Regions from separate parts of the Anser cygnoides genome. Here region 1 is linked to region 2. A link is a contact called in public Hi-C data. All regions are on one chromosome and are shown on one strand. The core of a region is the stretch at or near the end of the contact, and the rest is flanking DNA. Distances in the headings are between cores, read along the strand shown. Region 1 overlaps MAP4K5 (mitogen-activated protein kinase kinase kinase kinase 5). Region 2 holds the start of MAP4K5 (mitogen-activated protein kinase kinase kinase kinase 5).

Region 1 (4,882 bases), core at 1,755-4,254, 49 kb before region 2:
TTACCTGGGAAATGGCATCTGGAAGCATACACTTAAAGCAAATTTTAGTTCAAGTCACACTGCTTCTGCATTAGAAAAATAAATAAGTAAATCAGCCTTTGAACAAAGCCGTTTGTCAGAAGAATAATCTAAGAGGTATTCCTTCTCTGATGGAAAAATCCCAGCAGCGGGCACAACGCTGACTGAGAGGCCATTCCGCACAGCATGCTCTCTTTAGAGAGAAAATATCTAAAACTCACTTTGTCTAGAACAGCGCACAAGGCCAGCAGTTCCCAAAGGTCAAGACTGCACAGACTGCAAGTCAGCATAAAATACATGAAGTCAGCTAGCAAATGGTATTTAAGAGAATTTATAACCTACCGAGAGCATCCAACATAAGCACGGCAGAGGCTGCACGAGTGGGGTTTTGCTGCCTAAAACCACAGTCACTTACCTTAGGAGGTAGAGGAGGTGGCCCTGCTCGCTTTAGTGTTGATCTGAAATAAAAAGGCGTAGAAGTTGTCTTAGTTAAATCAACAATATAAATAGACTTGCTTGAGAACAAAGACTGTAAATGATACAAGCCAGACGCATAGAGAAGACTGATCACAGCTTTGCATGAACAGTGTTAAACTAGAAGTCCAAGGGTGGAAAAATAAAAAAGCATGTTAATCTTGTTAGAAGTGTTGTTTTTGATAAACTCATGTTCTTTCATAAACGTAGACATTAGAGAGCGTTCTGTGATGAAGGGTATTGAAATTTTCAAAGCACACATGTTAAAGGACTAGTTCTCTGAAGGCACCCCCCTTCCGCTGCTTGGATTTTACTTTTGCACTCGTTTTTTGTCATAAATTCTTCCTGACAGTGAAAATGCTGCATTTCTGGATCAGCCAGTAAATCACAGAGCAATGTTCTCCCCCAGTTTTTCCCAAGTGACAAAACAAGTTCATTGGACATCTACTAACAGCAACCCCAACTGCACCTGAACTTCGGGCCAACCAACAAAAGGGTTCACAGCCGTTCGGTGCAGCTTGCTGTTTTTCAGCGCAGTTCTGGATCACTCAAACGTCTGGGTAACAGGAGTTGCACAAACCCCCCCAGAGCTCTGCAGGAATATTTGCATGCCCATTGCCGCTATGAGGCCTGGCAGACTAGTCAACACGAAGTCTACTTTCAAGTATTAGGCACTTCCACACATCCTAAAATAACCTCAGGAAGGAGAGCAAAGGAAGAAAGCATTGCTTTGCGTACATTCTCCAGATGATCAGATAAACAGTCAAGCGTGCGTTAGATCTTTGAGAGCAGCCAGCCCTTGCTTCTACGGGTGGCAAAGCTGCCTGCAGCATTTTAGGGGATGCGATTTTGCCAGAACGCTGCCTGCTTAGCGAGAGCCACACGGAGTAAATGCAACTGTACACGAAGGAGGTTCACTCACTCTTCAACATCTTCACTCCCATCGCCAAATTTTGTAAGCAGTCCCCTAGGTGAAATGTTTATAACATTAGGAGCTCTGCTCTAAGGTTGACATGTGCAACCGAACTGATCGGTGACAATACCATTCAGTTTTGTAAAGAGCATCTCCAGCCCTTTACAAAACACGGTGCTTCTCTCTCACTGCATTAAGCCCTTTTCAATTCAGCACAGTCGCTTCCTTTCCCTCCCTCCCTCACCGCCCACCCCCAAGAACCATTTCAGCTCTCTTCCACACAAGATACCATCAACTAATCTTTCCTCTTCCTACATGGTATTTTAAATATTGCTGAAATGCCTAATAATAGAAACAACAAAAAAAAAGAAAACTAAGGAAGTTACAAAAGGAGAAAAGCCTCTACAAAGAAGAAATAGTGGAAAATTGCTTCCTTGAGTGTTGTACGCTCAAGACACAGACTGTTTCCCACAACAGTGGGAACTTTTCTTTCAAAGCCAGCAAAAGGTAAAAAAAGAAATTGTGACTAGAGGATCAGAGAAGCACCGAAAATGTCATTCTAAAACAACAAAAAAATAATTGATCATTACACATCCAAATGCATTCCTTAGTATGCTGTTGTGGTACCGTGAAGTCCAGGCCTCTGCAGTCAGCAGCTCTGCAATGGAAGCAGCAGCTCGCAAGCTGGCTGTCTCGGTGCTCCAGCAGAGGCAGGCTTCTTCGGGCAGCAGAAGCCTGGTGCAACCCAAGACTCTGCAGACAAGTCAGCCTACAGTGCAGACACTCCCAAACCCCACCACCACACACGTCACCCAGTGAGGAATGGCTACAGGGGTAACTAATGGGAAATTCAGAACATATTACCCAAAAACTAATCCAACCACATATGGATTGCTATACAATTTCCCTACAATTTATTTGTTTTGAAGGAAAAGCAGTTGTCACCAGGAGCTAGTAAAAAAAAAGAAAGGCCTACCCATCAGCAAAAAAATACCTCCATAATATAGAAAATCTACACAGAAAGTCATTTAAACTACTACAATAAGGGTGAGAAGAGCCAACGAGTACATTCAATCTTCAGGTACAATTTCTGATATGCCTCTTTCCACTGACATAATTCCCAGATCAAACATAACAATTGCCATTATTCTGATAAAAGCCAAGGGACATGAAAAGCAAGTCCGTCTGTCTGTCTTCGCCCAGCACGCATCCTCTCTTCACATCCCTGGTGTTGTTCTGAATTGCTGGGGACAGAGGAGCTATGCATTTCCTGTTTATCTTTTTAAACTGGAAGTGGATTCCAAGTAAGCGGCACAGACTGACCATCCAGAAGTTTTATGACTATTCTCCTTTCAATCAGAGAGATTGTGTACTGAATCCGTATCTATTTACAAATTTATAGCCCTAGCAACGCTTGCTACAGCTACATCCATTCTGCAATATAGTCTGGTATGGACAATCTTAATAATGGCAGAGAGACAGAACCAAGTCAGTAAGTCACTTCGCAGGGAGGATATGAGGATGAGAAATCAGAGCTTTCCTCCCTCCCTGTTCCTCGACCCTGCAGATTCCAGCTGTCTGCAGAAAACTCACCACTCATGAGAAAGGCTTGCAATCTTTTAGTTCATCAGGGTCACACAAGCAAAGAACATGAACAAAGGAAGGAAAGAAGCCACTGTCATTACTGGACAGAGAAAGGCAGGGTCTAGAAAGCCACCCTGAACTTTTACTACGATGACAGTGAGAACAGAAAAATGGGTTGAACTTAAATAGACCCAAACACCAGCAATCTACGTGACAAGGTCAGCCTTCCAGGGGGCTGGAGTGTCAGCTGACAGGTTGTGCAAGACTTTATCTGCAAAAAAGCCAAAGAAATTTACTGTGTGCTGCTCAGTTCCAAATAAAGATGGGAAAGAGGCTCTTTGAGCCTCAATTATTTGAACTGAAATACCATCTTTCCCTACATATGCGCACCACTATTACTAAACATTCATATCGCTCAACACGAATTCAAAGGTTGCCTTTAAAGGCTGAATCTGGTGGTTTGCAGCAAAAGGAAGCCACATACGTGTTAAATTCAGTCCTAACTTGGACACAGTTGTGCCCCCTTACTTTAGGCCTGCTTTAGCCCGGAGGAAATCAGTTAGAGCATATCTTTGCCTAAAACACTGCACCCCTTAACACTATTACGGCTGTTATTATAGATTGCGCTAAGCAGACACCCACAGCAGCAGCCGCGCAGTCACACCACGAAATCTTCAGAACTGGCTTCTCCTCGCTTACTGGCAAAGACCTGCCCTTCAGCACTGCGAAAATATTTGCCACAGGATGTCACAACTACAGAAGTGGCTCACAAGAGACGTGCAAGGGTAGTGCAGGAGCCTGAACTCAGCCCTTGCAAGGTTTCTGATTTCGCTTCAGAAAATCGGCTTTGGCAATGTTATTTCAGCATGGCAGACATACACGTGTATGCTTTGCTTTCCATCTACAACTGGGAGCTACAATAAATTTAAAATAAACTACTGTTCATTATTAAAAGAGATTAAAATCCATTCTCCAAGACAATGATCAACCAACAGTAGAAGGATGACTGAAAACTGGGTAAAATCTCCTTTGATTTTATAAATATTAAAATAAATTCGGGCTTAAGGTTTGATTTTCCACCTCTATTTATTTCTTTCAGACTATATTTTGATATTAAGTCACAGAAATACAAGATGTTTTAGAACTCTGTACTTACCTGCTGCTTCCACCTTCAACAAAAGGATTCCAATGTGAAGCAAAGTCATTGCCAGCTGCCACCACCTGAGGATGAAGAGATTTTCATTTTTTTTTTCCTATCAAACTGAATCCACAGCACGTGAAGAAGCCTGGGAGATTCCCAAGCTCTGCAGAATGACCCATTAGCAATAAATAAAATTCCAAAGTGAGGTAATGTTTCACAATATAGTTACAAAACAATTACTGAAAAGATATTTTCTTCTTAGATTCAGACTGAAAAGCAGCATCTGGAAATGGTATAATGCCAGTATCAAGTAACGTTAAATAGCATGAAAGCAAAAACTTATGGTGAAAACTCAGTAAGGATTTTCCACTCGGGGCACTTCCAAGACACTCTTCCAACAAGAGAACATAGTGCAGCCACCTCCAAACTCGTATGAAATACTGTCAGGGAAGGCTGGGGGCATTGCTGTCACCGTACCAAGGGGACCTCATCAGTAACAACATGTACAAGTCTCTGAAGTCACATGCAAATAAGATGAACTTGTATCCACCTGGTGAACTCGAGTACAGCTTTAAAAAAATAGGAGTGGGATTTTTCTGGAACACCGAGCACTGGTTTCTCCAAATCAAAATTAATGGCAGCTGTTGCTATTCACAACACTTATTAAAAAATGGAGCCCTTTTAAACAGTCACATACTAACCCAAAAGAACGTTAATTAGCTGATCTGAAGCAAACTGCTGAGAACTGGAAT
Region 2 (4,777 bases), core at 880-3,379:
TCCAAAAAAGAACTAATTACTCTAAAAGCTACCAAATGCCCCAAGAGGAATTTGAGGCATGAACCACCACCGCCACCAAAAAGCAACTGAGAAAGAGGCAGATCTCCCACAATCAGAAGGGCTGCCTCATTCAGACATCCTAAAAACAACTGTGCTGGAGACACTGGTGACTCATTATTGGTGATGGAGCAGGGAAACCACTTGAAGAGGTGAGAGGAAAATTCCATTTTAATTTCAGAGCGCTCTCTAGCAAGCCTTGCCCGAGCTCTGAAACAGAACAATAATCAGATATTGACTAAGAAATGCATTTTATAAACACAACTGACAGCCCTCAGCACGCACAAGATGTGCCATCTGTGCTAAGAAGAGACTTAGCATGGACAGAGAAAAATTAAAAGTACAATGCTTGTATATAACTGCTTGCAAGAAAAAAGGTTTACCTTAGTTACTCTTAAAATTAACACCACATCAATGACTTGCAGAAATAAGTTGGCTTTGCATATTTGCCATAAGTGCCTGGGCCACCCTATTCAGTGCTCCCTTGACACAGTTCCTCCCTGTTTGCAGGGCTTTATAAAAACAAAGAGCAAACCAGTGACCTAGAAACAAACGCAGGCTCCTAAACTACTTTAAACTCATTAACTTTATACTTGCTGTAGGGACACAACTCTGGCAAAGGCTTTGATTTAAACTTGTCAGGTTGCTCTATGAGAAGGTTTATTCCTGCCTGGGACCCGTTCAGAGCAGAAGGCACGTTTTTCACAACCCAAAAAAAGGAGGGTTTGGGAGGAGGGGGTGATGTTTTTTTTTTTACAAAGGGCTATGTTTACATGGCACAGAGCAGAGCCATGCATTCAACCAGCTCCGGAACCGGAAACTGTATGACATGTCAGCACAGCTCTCCAGTAATTAGCAGGATAATGAAAAGCAGAATATTTCTTTTTTTTTCCCAACCAAGAGCAAAGGGATGACACAAAAACACTTCTCTGCGACATAGCTCGTCGCTTCTCGTCGTGCTGCCCTGTGCTGTGCCCAAACACGCTAGCTGAAGGCGTGCTGAGTTTCAGATTTAGGGAAACCTGAAATGTCCTTTTTGAGTATTTAGGGCTAGGTTCCCTAGCAGAGAAGCTGACTGATCCGTGCACAGTGCTCTAGGAAAATAAAAAGGTAAATACTCAGTACCTTCAAAACTGTTAAAAAGAACTCCCCGAGGCCATGAGCAACCATTTCAAAGGGGCGGTGGGAACAAGATCCAGCTATAAAACTCCAATTTGAACATTAGCAAAGAGCCCTCCCCCTGCATGCGGCAATTACCAGCGCCTTTCATGTGGCAGAGCAACGCACCTTTTCCTGTACGTTTGGCTGTGCCAGGTCTATTTAAAACACGCTCAGCAGCAGTGCGAAGTGAAACAGCACAGCCACCCTTCCCACGAAGCCGAACATTTCGGATTGCCGTCACACAGGCCGAAAACGCGAACGCTTTCTTTACAAGCGACCCGACTCCTGAAGTTGCTGCGAGCACCCCTGATGCCTACAGAAGGGGCTTGCATCTCCCTGAGAAAAGGACGTGCCATGCCTACACCTTCTGTATCACACAGCTGTGGTTACGGCTGCCTCAGACACGATATGGGCAGTCCCGAGAGCATCTCTCGGGCTCGCAGCGCCAACCCCACGGCGAGCTCTCGCCCAGCTCCGGCTTCTGAAGAGCCGTAATCTGCTTCTGCCTTTCGCGTGCTATTATTAACCTCGGGGATAAACTCGCACCCTTTTTAATCAGGTGCTTTAAACCGAGGGTTCTCAGAACAGGTAGGGCAAGCCAATACCCTCTGCCTTCGGTAGCAGGGAGGCGTAAAAGCGTCGCCCGCAGCCCTCGCGGCCCCGAGCCTCCAGCACCAGCCCGGCGGATCCCGGGGAGGGCAGAAAAGGGCCCTGGCCCCCCTCTCACCTTGTAGACGTCTCCGTAGGTGCCGCTGCCCACCCGCTGGATCAGCTCGTAGTCCTGCTGCGGGTTCCGCCTCAGGATGTCCCCGCTCGGCCGCGCCGGAGGCTCCATCGCGGCGGGCCCGGCAGCCGCGGCCGCCCTCCCTCGCTGCTCGCCCCGCGGGCCGGGGCCGGGGCTCAGCCGCTGGCCCGCATGGCTCCGGCCGAGGGAAGGGGCCGCCCGCTGAGGGCGGACAAAGGCCGGCGGAGGAGCGCTTGGCACGGCCGTTGGGGCCCGGCCGCGGCCGCTGCGCCCTCCCCGAGGCACCGGGGAAGCGCCCGAGGGCGGCGGGCAGCGGCGGGGCAGCGGCGGGGCCCCCTGGAGGCCCGCGGGGAGGCCGGGCCGGGCCCTGCCTGCGCACCCGCGGCCCTTTGTCCCGGCGGAGAGCGAGAGCCTCGGCCTCCTCCGCCTCTCCTCCTCCTCCTCCTCCTCCTGTCCCTCTCCTCCTCCTCTTCCTCCCGCACGCACCGCCGGGACGGGCCAGGCCGGGACGGACGGCACCGGGCCGGGCCTCCGCGACGCCGCAGCGCCACAGCGCGGCCGCCCGCCGCCTGCCCGCCCTCCTCCTCTCCTCCTCCTCCTCCTCCTCCTCCTCCTCCTCCTTCCCTCCCGGCGCTGCCCCGGGCCCTGCTGCTCCCTCAGGCCGTTCCCCGAGGCTCCTGAGGCCGGAGGGGGCAGCACCGTGAGCCCCCCCCCCGGGGGGAGCACCCGGCGTTTGGGCTGCTCCCCGCGTTGTGAGGCAGGAGGAGAGCCTCCAGCCTCGATTCACCGCGTAAATAAACTTATATCTGTGTGTATGCTGCTGCCCAAACCGGGCTGAGCCTTCTGTCCGACGCCTGAGCTGTGTAGGCCCTGGGAGGGCTTATCACACAGCAAAACCCAGCTCCCAGCGCGGGGGTGAGGGCAGTTCACCCGCTGCCACACACCGGGGACATGGGACAAGTCGGGCTTCCCAGATTTTTGTGATCCGGATTGCAACCTCGCAGCCACGTCGTCACGTAACGCTTGTCCTGGGCAAATCGAGGGCCACAGGCGGCCAGCGCGATGATAGTCACGCAAGAAGTAACTCGGGCCTGTTGGGGCTTGTCCCCTTGGGCTCCCAAACTCAGAAACACTTTGAAACTGTGAGATGGCAAGAATGCTGTATCTGCCTTTCCGCCTTTGGAGAATAATTATTTTCGGCAAAATAGCCGAACTTCTGAGCAAAACCCACCTATGGTCTCTTGAGTGCTGAACAATTTAATAAACCAAAAGGCAAGGGCAAGGGTAGAGGAACGCTGGAATTAGCATTAGTCTTTGCTGCACAGTAAAATCATTAAGGCCTAAAAGGAGGTGTGATTTTCTAGGTGCAAGAAATACCACATACTCAACGCAGGAAATATGTTTGCAAAAGCGAGGTAGAAAAAATTAAATGGATGCCAGATGTATAAGCCGTTTTGGTGTTCAGGACACTGGACTGGTTACTTGAGAACAGATTCTGCCCCCTTGGCAGGCAGACAGCCCAACCAGGTCCAATCTGGTCTGTTGACAAAGTAGCTAGGTGCTGATTCCCAGTTTAAAATGGAGTCTGGATTTTTAGCTTACTTCAGCACATTTAGAAATGCCACATGCACGTACCTGAAACAGCACAGGTGATTGCATAAGCTTTTCCTTCGAAACACAGGCTCTCCAGCATAACTCATTAGGATTATTGGGCTGTTTGAGGTTAAACTAAAGACAACTTATGCAGACGCTCGGGAATTGCACAGTCGCATCTGATTTTATTGGGTTTTGATTTATGGGCTCATTTGAAATGGTGTGTTTCAGAAGCAGGCTCAGAAATGTAAACTATCTTGCTTCCAAAGAGGCGGGGAAGCATGTGACTGCTAACTTAAAGAGATTCGCATTTAATTTCCCCTTGTACTCTGAAAGCCTTCTACATCCTGTATATTCTCTCCAACATAAATACGTAAGTTTTCCTGAACACCCAGCAAATAAAGAAAAGAAAAAACTATTTACCCTTTAGGGAGCTGTATTTCCTCTAGCGATTTTTAACAAAACAATTACCTCTCCCCCATAAATTAGCTTCCTGCACTCCTGATAGCGAGCTGTTTGTGTCCTTTTTTTTCCCTCTTCCTTGGCCAAGGGTTCGAGCACCGCTTCTCATTTTACTGATTTTCTGCTCTTGTCAAGACATCAGAAGACAGCACAGGAAAGAGGCCGTTTCGTTTTCCAGTAGCAGATGGTGCATTAAGGCTTGGCCTCCTAGAACGTCCTGCAGATCCAAGGGCCTTCCGATGACTGCAATTTAATGCAAAGCCTCCTTTATCGACCACTGTTTTGCCCTCGCTTGGTTAGTCTTCGCGTCCCACCTGGAGGTTTAGTTTCCTGTAGCACATTGCCAATGCTGTAGAGTGAACTCAGAGACTGCCTCGTGATCCGTGCTTTATTCCATCTTCCCCAGCTGGGTCTCAGGCCCTGCTGGAAGCGCTTCTGGAAAGTGTACATACATAATAGCAGCACCAGGTCTGTATTATTAGAGCCATTTTATGATTACAAAAATTGAGGTAAATGAGTTGTGCACAGCATATGGTCCAAGCCATGGCCTGACACTGCACACTTCCAGCCATCTCCTCCTGCACACACGCTGGTTTCCATTCCGTATTTTCCACCCGGGACCACGCTGCTTTTCTGGTCAAGCACGTTAAGGAATGTGCTTTTATGTAGCATCTTTCATCTGGATGGGTCCCAGCCTTAAAAGGAATGTTAAGTGGTTTTACATAAGGCATTACGTAGGATTAGAGAATGTGATCTGTT

Evidence for each region. Hi-C and Micro-C count contacts between places; a contact is called where the count stands out from the background.
Region 1: a contact with region 2 is called in a Hi-C map of liver, with 1.6 times the contacts expected there. The contact joins the enhancer-like site here to the promoter of MAP4K5 in region 2. A contact is called at or near these places in 2 of 7 Hi-C or Micro-C datasets (both in liver).

What each region holds. Positions count from the first base shown.
Region 1 is chr5:64,113,308-64,118,189 of Taihu_goose_T2T_genome, reverse strand. It overlaps MAP4K5 (mitogen-activated protein kinase kinase kinase kinase 5), which reads right to left. Exons shown (of 31, transcript XM_066997419.1): 15 at 4,146-4,210; 16 at 434-476. Among named protein-coding and RNA genes, the nearest start is that of CDKL1, 22 kb to the left of the region's middle. Within about 2 kb of position 3,004, at least 2 of the 3 cell types and tissues checked have open chromatin away from gene starts, as enhancers often do. A contact at or near this core is called in liver, where this site is marked.
Region 2 is chr5:64,063,985-64,068,761 of Taihu_goose_T2T_genome, reverse strand. MAP4K5 (mitogen-activated protein kinase kinase kinase kinase 5) reads right to left here and starts at 2,129. Exons shown (of 31, transcript XM_066997419.1): 1 at 1,946-2,129. The coding sequence starts at 2,053.